Linked DNA regions of Gossypium arboreum: region 1 is linked to region 2. A link is a contact called in public Hi-C data. All regions are on one chromosome and are shown on one strand. Each heading gives the region's core, a stretch centred on a gene start, on an enhancer-like site or on the middle of the called end of the contact. The rest is flanking DNA. Distances are from core to core; before and after follow the strand shown. Region 1 holds the start of LOC108487282 (mitochondrial import inner membrane translocase subunit PAM16 like 2-like). Region 2 holds the start of LOC108487109.

Region 1 (4,173 bases), core at 192-2,691, 490 kb after region 2:
CGATTTCATCACTAAACTTTTTGAAATTAAATATCTTAGTCACTCTCCCGCTAGTTGTCATTAGATGATTGACGAAAAAATGGCGTGAATTTTTTATTGGTTTAATAAAAATTTAATCCTTTAATATTTACACATTCTATTAATTTGATCCTAAATATTAAAAAATCAACAAATTTAACCTCTAATGTTTACAAAATTTATCTTTTAAGTTCAATATTTAGAAAAGCAAATTACTAAACTAATTTCATAAAAACTTTGATATATAAAAATATTATTTTATTTAATATAATAATTAAAACTCGTTACCAAATCACTATATAATTACATTTTCCCTAAATTTTTATTTAAAACATTTTAAAATTAAATTATAAACTTCAATTTTGACATTTTATTTTTAATTTTGTTAAATTTATTAATCACAATTACATCTTCATTTCATAATTTGGTATACTTTTTAACTCTGTTAAGAGTAAACATAAATCATACTTTTATACATCATAATTTTTTTTTCATCAAATACTAAATTAATTCCTTGGATGCAGGCCATAGCTACAATCTCAGTTTATTTGAAAAGACGGCAGTGGAAATCAAAACGTCTCTTACGGGCCGAGTAAATCCGTGGAGACTTTGCACAGTTACGCAGGCTGTAAATTGTAATCTTTTCTACTGGTTACACTTTACAGTCAAATGGGCAACTTCTTTGTGTTGCAAGGTGAAAGAATGCATACTCGAGCCGACATCACTTTCCATCTTCGACACTCTCAGCTTGACCTTTTGGGTGCTAACCTATGGCAGAATTATTAGTTAATCCTTACATTTATTAGTACTTTAACATATATTAGTTAAGTTTGAGAAAGCTATGGAATGCATGCATGCTTTCTGACATGGGAAGTGAGCTACGGAGTAATATTCGTACCTAGTGGTGAAGACAGCTACACAATAACAATCCAGAAGAGCAAGAAGGTGGGTTGTTCAGAGTAAAAATGCTAAATTTATTGATCTTTTTTAAAATATTGTTGAATAAATTTGTTGATTTTTTTATATATATATATTTAACATCCAATTGATAAAATTATTGGAAAATATGTGATGCTTAAATTTTTATAGAGTTAAATTTATTATTAAACTAATAAAATAACTCACATCAACTCCCCATCACTTATCTAACTACGATTAAGGGTGAGTGAATAAAATATTTAATTTCAAAAAATTTAATGACTAAATTAATAATTAAATAATTAAAATAGAAGAAAATCAATAGTTTAATAATTATTTTTGTACTTTACCCTTCTTTCTAAAACATTTTGAATTTGTTTAGCAGAATTTCGTTGTTGGATTCTAAATCCAAAAGATTTGGGCTTTATCACTCATCGATTAATGCAATTTAGCCCAAAAACAATTTGGGTTTCTTACATAAATAATCATTAAAAAAAAAAAAAGGAAAGAATCTAACAATTCCAGGCTCCGTAAAAGGTATGGAAGTCGCATAAACTTTCATTAAAAAAAAAAAAGACCCCCGAAAAAGACTGCTTCGCTTTCTCGAATTTTCCTTCTCCGTTTATCCCTTTCTCTAAATTTTCTTCCGACAGAAATCAATTTTGTTTTCCCCTTTTTCTTCGGGGTAAAAAGAACCTTTCTCATATAAATCATTGATTAGCTCGAATTTCGATCCATTATGGTACGTTTCTCTATTACCCTTCTCTAATATTTGATCTAATGAATCAGTTGTATGATTTTTCTTCTCTTTTTGTATTTCATTTCGATGAATTATTGTTAAATACAGACAATTATAATGGAACAGAATGTTAAAAATGCTCTTTCTGAATGTTTGTTTGGATGTTTTTAGTTTGCTTGTAAACTTTTAGGTAATTCAGATTCATGATTCAACAATAACTTGGTTAGTAATTTCCTGATAATCTGCTACAGAATTTATGGATGTTATTGTCTTGGACATAATCTTGTTTCAAGTTAAAATGATCTGGTTCAACTTTTTGCTCTTTTTTAGTATCAGGATGAATTTCGGTTTTTGATTTTGGAAGCGAGTGATATAATTCGAAAGAGTAGGCCAGTTTACAGTGTGTAGTCGAGCTCAAATCATTCAAAACTCGATCTGAAATGCAAGGCTTGAAGCTCAACTTGAGTTTGATTGAATTTTGCTTTTATAACTGAAGCAATTTGAGATAATAGTCGAACTGGATGAGCTTACTCAATTAAAGTAAAATATAAACTCAGTTTCTATACTCAAGTTTGGATTTGAATTGAAACATTTAATAGTAATTAAAAAGAAAAGGCTCGATTAAGCTCTTAAACTACTTGAGTCAAATACTCAAATTCAGCTCTTTCACTAGCTCGAGATTTGGTCAAGCTGAAATCAAGTTTTTTCAAGCTGAGGCCAAATAGCTTTTGTAATACGAGTGTTTCTTTTGCTCTCTTAGATCTACTAAGGTTGGAGCTTAGTTTTTAGTGCTCTTAAAACCCAAAACTTGAGTGATTTTGCTTGTTGTGTATGTCAATTCTTGCTTCAATGTCTCTATCTATCTTTCCTTTCTTAATTTTGATGTTATAGGGTGTAACTGTTTTTGTTTGCTATAGTTTGTCATAGGCATCAGCTTCCTTAGTTTTGGACTCTATATTCATTTTATTTTTAAGAATCCAAATGGATCTCAATTCCCAATTGAATCTAGTTACATTAGGTTTTAAATAGGTTTAATGCTTAGTTTTCCCAAACCACCAAATCCGGCATTAAAGTGAGTTGTTGTTAGAATGATTGGGGTAGCATCATTATTCTATCAAGCCATACAACTTCATTGCTAGTTAGAGCAGTGATATTTCTTCAATTATAGGTGATGCAAGTCACGAATGTGTTCAACCTGAAAGTGATCGAAGGACAAAATAGAGGTAACAATATCTTACATTGAGCCACAGACATGCAACTTTCAATTGAAAGAATCAGTTCCAGATAAAATTAAATTCTAAACAAGGTTTTAGGAAGTTTGCAGTAAGCTTTATTGAGCTGTTTTGTGGTTCTTTCTCTGTGTTCTGGTTCTATTTAAGTGTTGTCTGGTGTCTTGATTTTAAGAATTCTGGGATTTGAAATACTGTCTTCTTGCTTGATAAAACTATTCAGGGAAGAGTGAATGTTGCAATGGGTGAGTGTAAAATAGTTAAACTTTACATTTTATTCAGGGAAGAGTGAATGTTGCAATGGGTGAGTGTAAAATAGTTAAACTTTACATTTTCTTTTTAGGCTTTTTTCCTTTGTATTATCATTCTTCTTTGCTTATCTGTATATCTTTAAATGTAGGCTGCGAAGATTCTTGCCAACTTAATTGTAATGGGCTCAGGTATATTGGCTCGGGCCGTTGTTCAGGCATACCGTCAAGCACTTTCAAGTTAGTTCTTTACTGCAGTACTATTATTCCATGTACATAATGTTAACTTTGCTTGAACATTAGGAGCTTGCTTTTAAAAATGGAGCAATTGTATGGTATAATCATCCAAGCAGACTCTGCTTATTGTGAAAAGGGTTTGTTTGTTATTGCTGCTTGCTTGTTGCTGTTGATTTGTGTAGTGCAAATGGACTTTCTAGTTTCTTCAACCGTAGTGCCTTTTATATTGAGGTTGCAGCAGTTGTGGCTCTTGCAATAATAGAGTTTTGAGGTCACGGTAGTGTAAAGAGACAGGGATCAACTAGTAAAATGTGCAAAATAGAAGCTTAGAAAGATAAGACGACAACCTCGCTAGGGCTTGTCAAACTCACATGGGGTTGGGCAATAACAACAGAACATACCTGGGACTCTGATCCCAAGTAAAACATCCATTGTAAAACTAATGGTCAATAGGTGAAGGGACTCAACTTTAATATGAGTCCACAGGAAACCTTATTTAACAGATGTGGGATAACACCACTTAACACTAGTGAGCTAATTGTCTTTGATGTTGATTTGCTCATGGTGATGTCTTCGTTAAAGAAGTCCCATGAGGAAAATTGGTTTAGGATCAACATTCTATTGTTAATTTTAACAAATAACAGCAAGCTTGTTTACTCTCGTGTTTGCTTTATATGCATCAATCTTCTGAATAGTAAGTTTGTTGTAGATGCCGCCAAATCTGGTGTTACCCATGAGACACTACAAAACGCAGTCCGTAGAGGTGGCAAAGTCATGACCGAGC
Region 2 (4,698 bases), core at 833-3,332:
TCGTGTCGCTCTTCGACGACTCTCGCTTTTCCTTTCCCTTTCAATGGTTCAGCGTCGCTTTTAGCTACACACAATAATACAACAAATAAAAGATATCAATTTTCATCTAATTCAAATTTAAACACAAAGTCAAATACATTTTTCATTTTATTCAATTTAGTCCCTATACACGGGATATGCATATCTTTTGATATTTAATATCGAATCAAAATTTGATTTCACATTCTTTCATTAGGGACCCTATACTTTTTATTCCTAGCATAATTTCATATTAGGTTTTCAATTTATTCAATTTGACCCCTAATGTTACAAAGTTAACAACCAAGCTTATTTAAATTTACAATTTAGTCCTTATCATGATTTAAGCTTAATTTTTATCAATTTCAAACCTAATTCATCAATTCCTCAACAATGACAACTTGCTAAAAAATCAAAAATTTAAAATTTAATAGATGAGCTAGCTAAATCAAACTCTCATGATCATAAATCTGTAAAAATCACATGAAAAAGGGCTTGGTTACCTTATGAATTTTGGTTGGTCGAATGTTTGAAGCTAAAGTTTTCTTTTCTTCTTTTTTTTCTAATGGTGGCGGTGCTCTTGCGAAAGAAGATGATGGTTTCATTTTTTATCCACTAACTTTAACTTATATACTTAAATTAAGTTATAACTAATCTTAATTGTTTAGTTTAATCATAGTTTAATATATTTCAACTACTATTAGTTTAAACTTAATGGTAATTATCATCATCATCCACTATCTCAAGATTAATAATGGTTAAATAACCATTTTAGCCTTTTGGATAATTATTATCTAGATCTCCAAGCCTTTTCTTAATTAAACTCAATAGTGGTTGGACTTTTATAATTTAGTCCTTGAGCTTTAATTAACTACATTTTCGGCTAAATTACTTAACTGAACTTTAATATAATTACATTTTAACTTCGTAAAATTCCTATTTTATATTTATGAACTCGGTTTATAGAAATGGGGTTTTGAAGTTGCATTTTCCGACACCATTGAAATTCGGATCGTTACATAAAGTATCAATTTCCTTTATTTTTGGTCCATTTTGTAACGGACATTGAAAAAGTTGTTAGACAACCAGGGGCAAAGCTAGAAATTTTTTTAAAGGGGCTAAAATTAAATTGTATATTTTTACGATAATAAAAATACAAATTCACTATTTTAATATCTATATCTTTATAATTTTTAAAGGATTAAATTAATTTTTATCATTTTAGGGGGCCAAAGTGTAATTTTACCTTTACTAATTTAAAATTTAAAAACTTTAAAGGAGTCTAAATAAAAATTTTTCCATTTTAGGGGGTAGGGCCCCTGCTAGCCCCTTGGCTACGCCCTTACATGCAACTTTGGCCAATGAAAAAGCGTCACGCGACATGTTTTAAACCAATAAAAAATACCACGCGACAATTAAGTTATTTAAAATAAAAAGATTAAATTTAAATTTAAAACTTAAAAAATTATAATATTAAATATTTAAATATAAAAAAACACTTTTGACATTGACCATTTGTTGACCGAGTGTTGACTGACCACATGGTGCTATTAAAACACGCCACATATCCTTTTAAATATTTTTAGTATTATATATTATAGTGATTAAATATGTAAAAATTATGTAATTTTTAAAAAAGTTTAAATATTTTGTATGAAATTCTAAGTATAAAATTATAAATTTTAAAAGTCAAAATAATATATAAAATTGAAAAAAATTATAAAAATTAAAAGGTATTTAAATTTAAAGTAATTAAAAAATTGAAATTGAAATATCTTTTTAATTTGATGATTATATATTTTAAAATTTTATAAAAAATTATATGTTTTTTCTATACATTTTATGAATTTTTATATATTTATTTCTATTTTATATATTTTAATATGTATATATTTTAATAAAATATTTATTTTTTATATAAAGAAGTCACGTTACATTTTATGATTGGTTTTAAGAATATTTTTTTAACATATTTTAGATATAAATTAAAAATTAGTATATTTTAATGCTAAATTAGGAAAAAAAGTATTTTAAATACCAAAATGGAAAAGGAGTATACTTTAAAAGTGAAATAGTAAATTAAGACTAATTGCAACTGAAAACAATTTTGTCCAAGGCAGATCAGCAGCTTCACTGAACGAGTCTAAATAGTGTTGGCCAGTTTACGTTTAAAAACCTAGCTTAAGCTATAAGCATTAGTGAGTGAAGAAAAGCCGCAGTTTGGTCAGGAAAAAAGAAAAAAGCGCAGTAAAGCAATGGGGAGTGGGAAACCGGAGAAAACTCAGAAACCTGGCCGAACCCCTAAACCCTTCGGCCCTAACAATCCCAAATCCCAATCCAAGTTCAAGAAGAAGACAAACACCAAGAACACAGCCAACCGCCAAATCAAAACCAAAACCACCTCTGTTACTGGCAACAACAAGAACAACCAACCGTCGCAGCCGGCATCTCCGTCGCAGCAGCTTCGTTATTTTCTTAGCCAGTTTGAGTCCGCCAATGGTGTCCAACTCTCTTCTCTCGAATTGGAATCAATTAAAGGTAATATTGAAGTTATTAATCGGAGATTATTAAAAACTTGAAAAGGGGGTTTGAATTTCTTCTTCTTCTTTGTTCTTACAATATTGTGTAGATAGTTGTTTTTTGGATGTCTCTCAAGAGTTGGGTCAAGATGTAATGAAGCTAGAAAAACATATAAAGGAAGCTTTTGGTGCCAAATGGAAAGAAGAGCTTTGTGAAGGGAAGCACATTGAAGGGAAAATTGAAGCAGGAAGTCCTGCTGTTCTTGTTGTTGCTCCTTCAGCTTTACGATCTATTGAACTTTTAAGGTTCGTTAGCCTCGGTTTCCTTGTTACATAATTTTCATTCGTTTATGAAAATGAAAAAAAGAAAAGGTAAAATCATAGTTATGTTTGATATAGATATTGATGAATATTTATTTGGAGTGGAGGGTTGGAGAGAAAAGAATAATAGTTCTTTTCATTTAGATAGCAAAGTGGGGAGAAGTGAAAAGAAGAGTAAATTAACCAGAACTTAGAAGTTTTTTGATTCCCCTGTTGTAGGACAGTAGGAGTGCATGTTTGTGAAAATATTTTAAATTTTGATTTATTTTTTATTCTGGCTAAAAAGGGACTGAAAATTTTGTTCTGTTCCTCTAGGGGCATGCGCACATTGACTAAAGAATGCCATGCTGTAAAGCTGTTTTCAAAGCACATGAAGATTGATGAACAGGTAGTTTATTATTGCTCTAAGCCACTAATTTTGAATGCTACATGCTAATTGTTATTTACTATTACTCTTTATGAGTTGGAATCCATGGTGTTGAGAGGTTTGTACTTTTTGTGATGGTGCTACTTAAATGTATCGTTCTTTTGACAATTGATGGGCTGGATAGTTATTTATAGAAGAGTAACTTCAACAAATACATTATATATAACTTGATTTAGAGACTAGAGTTGTTCTATCAGATAGATTACTTCAGAAAGGTTTGATTTAAGGTTGATTTTCAAACTAAAATAGAGTTGAAATTAGAGGAAAAAATAATTTACATGCATATGCCTAGAACATGAGATTCAAGATTTAAACACCTAAACTTTACTTAAAAACGTTCAAAAAGCTTGAAGACATAAGAAGCTTTTAATTGATCTTCATTGCATATACTTCGCACTTTTGGCTGAAGTTCCTGTTTTGACATGATATTATACGGATATGGGAGTAATATTCACGCGTAACTGTGTCCTGATACTATGGCCTAGCTCTCAACAATAGCATTGGTTATATGGTTGCAGTCGTCTACTGTTCTCAAGTATCAAAGGCAATTACCAAGAGCCAGTAGGATTTCAATGTTGGGCAATTGATTGTTAGAGGGTGTAGCTTAATATCAATCTGCAGTTTTTATCCCAACTTTCTTTGATTTTTTGAAGTTTTATGTTTAGTTAGTAAAATCTGTCTTAGCCTGTTATTTGACTACTTGATTTTGGAGTCTGTGTGTTTGGAGTGTGTGTGATGATGTGGGGTGGGAAGGGCCCTTCACTATTTTATGTAGTAATAGTAGTTTTGTTTGTGGGTTAATTCCAATAATAAACACAAAGGATCCTGAAATTGTTTTTTGATGAAAGGTCCCTCTATTGGGGTGATAAAGTTTTCACGTACACATCTCTAGCTTTGCTGCATAGAAGTAGTGTTCTGGGTTTATCATCAATGTTCTGGTCTTCAAAAGGAATCAGTTTTAAGTAAACCATTTGAGATTTTGCTTTCACAAATGTGCCAGTTGGTGTCAAAAAGTGATCAAAGACGCAATTTTTGTAATTTATTATTCTGTATCTGAGACTTGGATGTACCATGTAATCTATTGTCATTCTCTCTTTCTCCTCTTCCCCCCCCCCCCTCTTCTTTTCTAGAATACAGTGTTTCCAAAAATATATTATTAGACAGTCAAGCTTTACAGTTAAGCTTTATGGAATCCAATTCAGACAGTTTGGTAGATGTTAAATACATTGTTACCCATGATATACTTTGTAAATTGCTGTGGCATAGCTTGTCAGTGACTCAATGAATTGATATATCTTTATTATCATGTCTCTGGTTAGTTGATATGCATGCTATGAAGTTCCTATTTATTAGTTAATTCTTGGTTGTGCTTATTTTGCTTCATTTTTGGTTGTTGCAGGTATCTTTATTGAT

The links. Hi-C and Micro-C count contacts between places; a contact is called where the count stands out from the background.
Region 1: a Hi-C map of leaf shows a contact between it and region 2, with 2.4 times the contacts expected there. The contact joins the promoter of LOC108487282 here to the promoter of LOC108487109 in region 2. A contact is called at or near these places in 2 of 5 Hi-C or Micro-C datasets (both in leaf).

The regions. Positions count from the first base shown.
Region 1 is chr10:40,318,462-40,322,634 of ASM2569848v2, forward strand. It overlaps LOC108487282 (mitochondrial import inner membrane translocase subunit PAM16 like 2-like), which reads left to right and starts at 1,442. Exons shown (of 5, transcript XM_053020617.1): 1 at 1,442-1,678; 2 at 3,305-3,392; 3 at 4,099-4,173. The coding sequence starts at 1,676.
Region 2 is chr10:39,830,542-39,835,239 of ASM2569848v2, forward strand. LOC108487109 reads left to right here and starts at 2,083. Exons shown (of 6, transcript XM_017791349.2): 1 at 2,083-2,556; 2 at 2,648-2,843; 3 at 3,174-3,246; 4 at 4,685-4,698. The coding sequence starts at 2,274.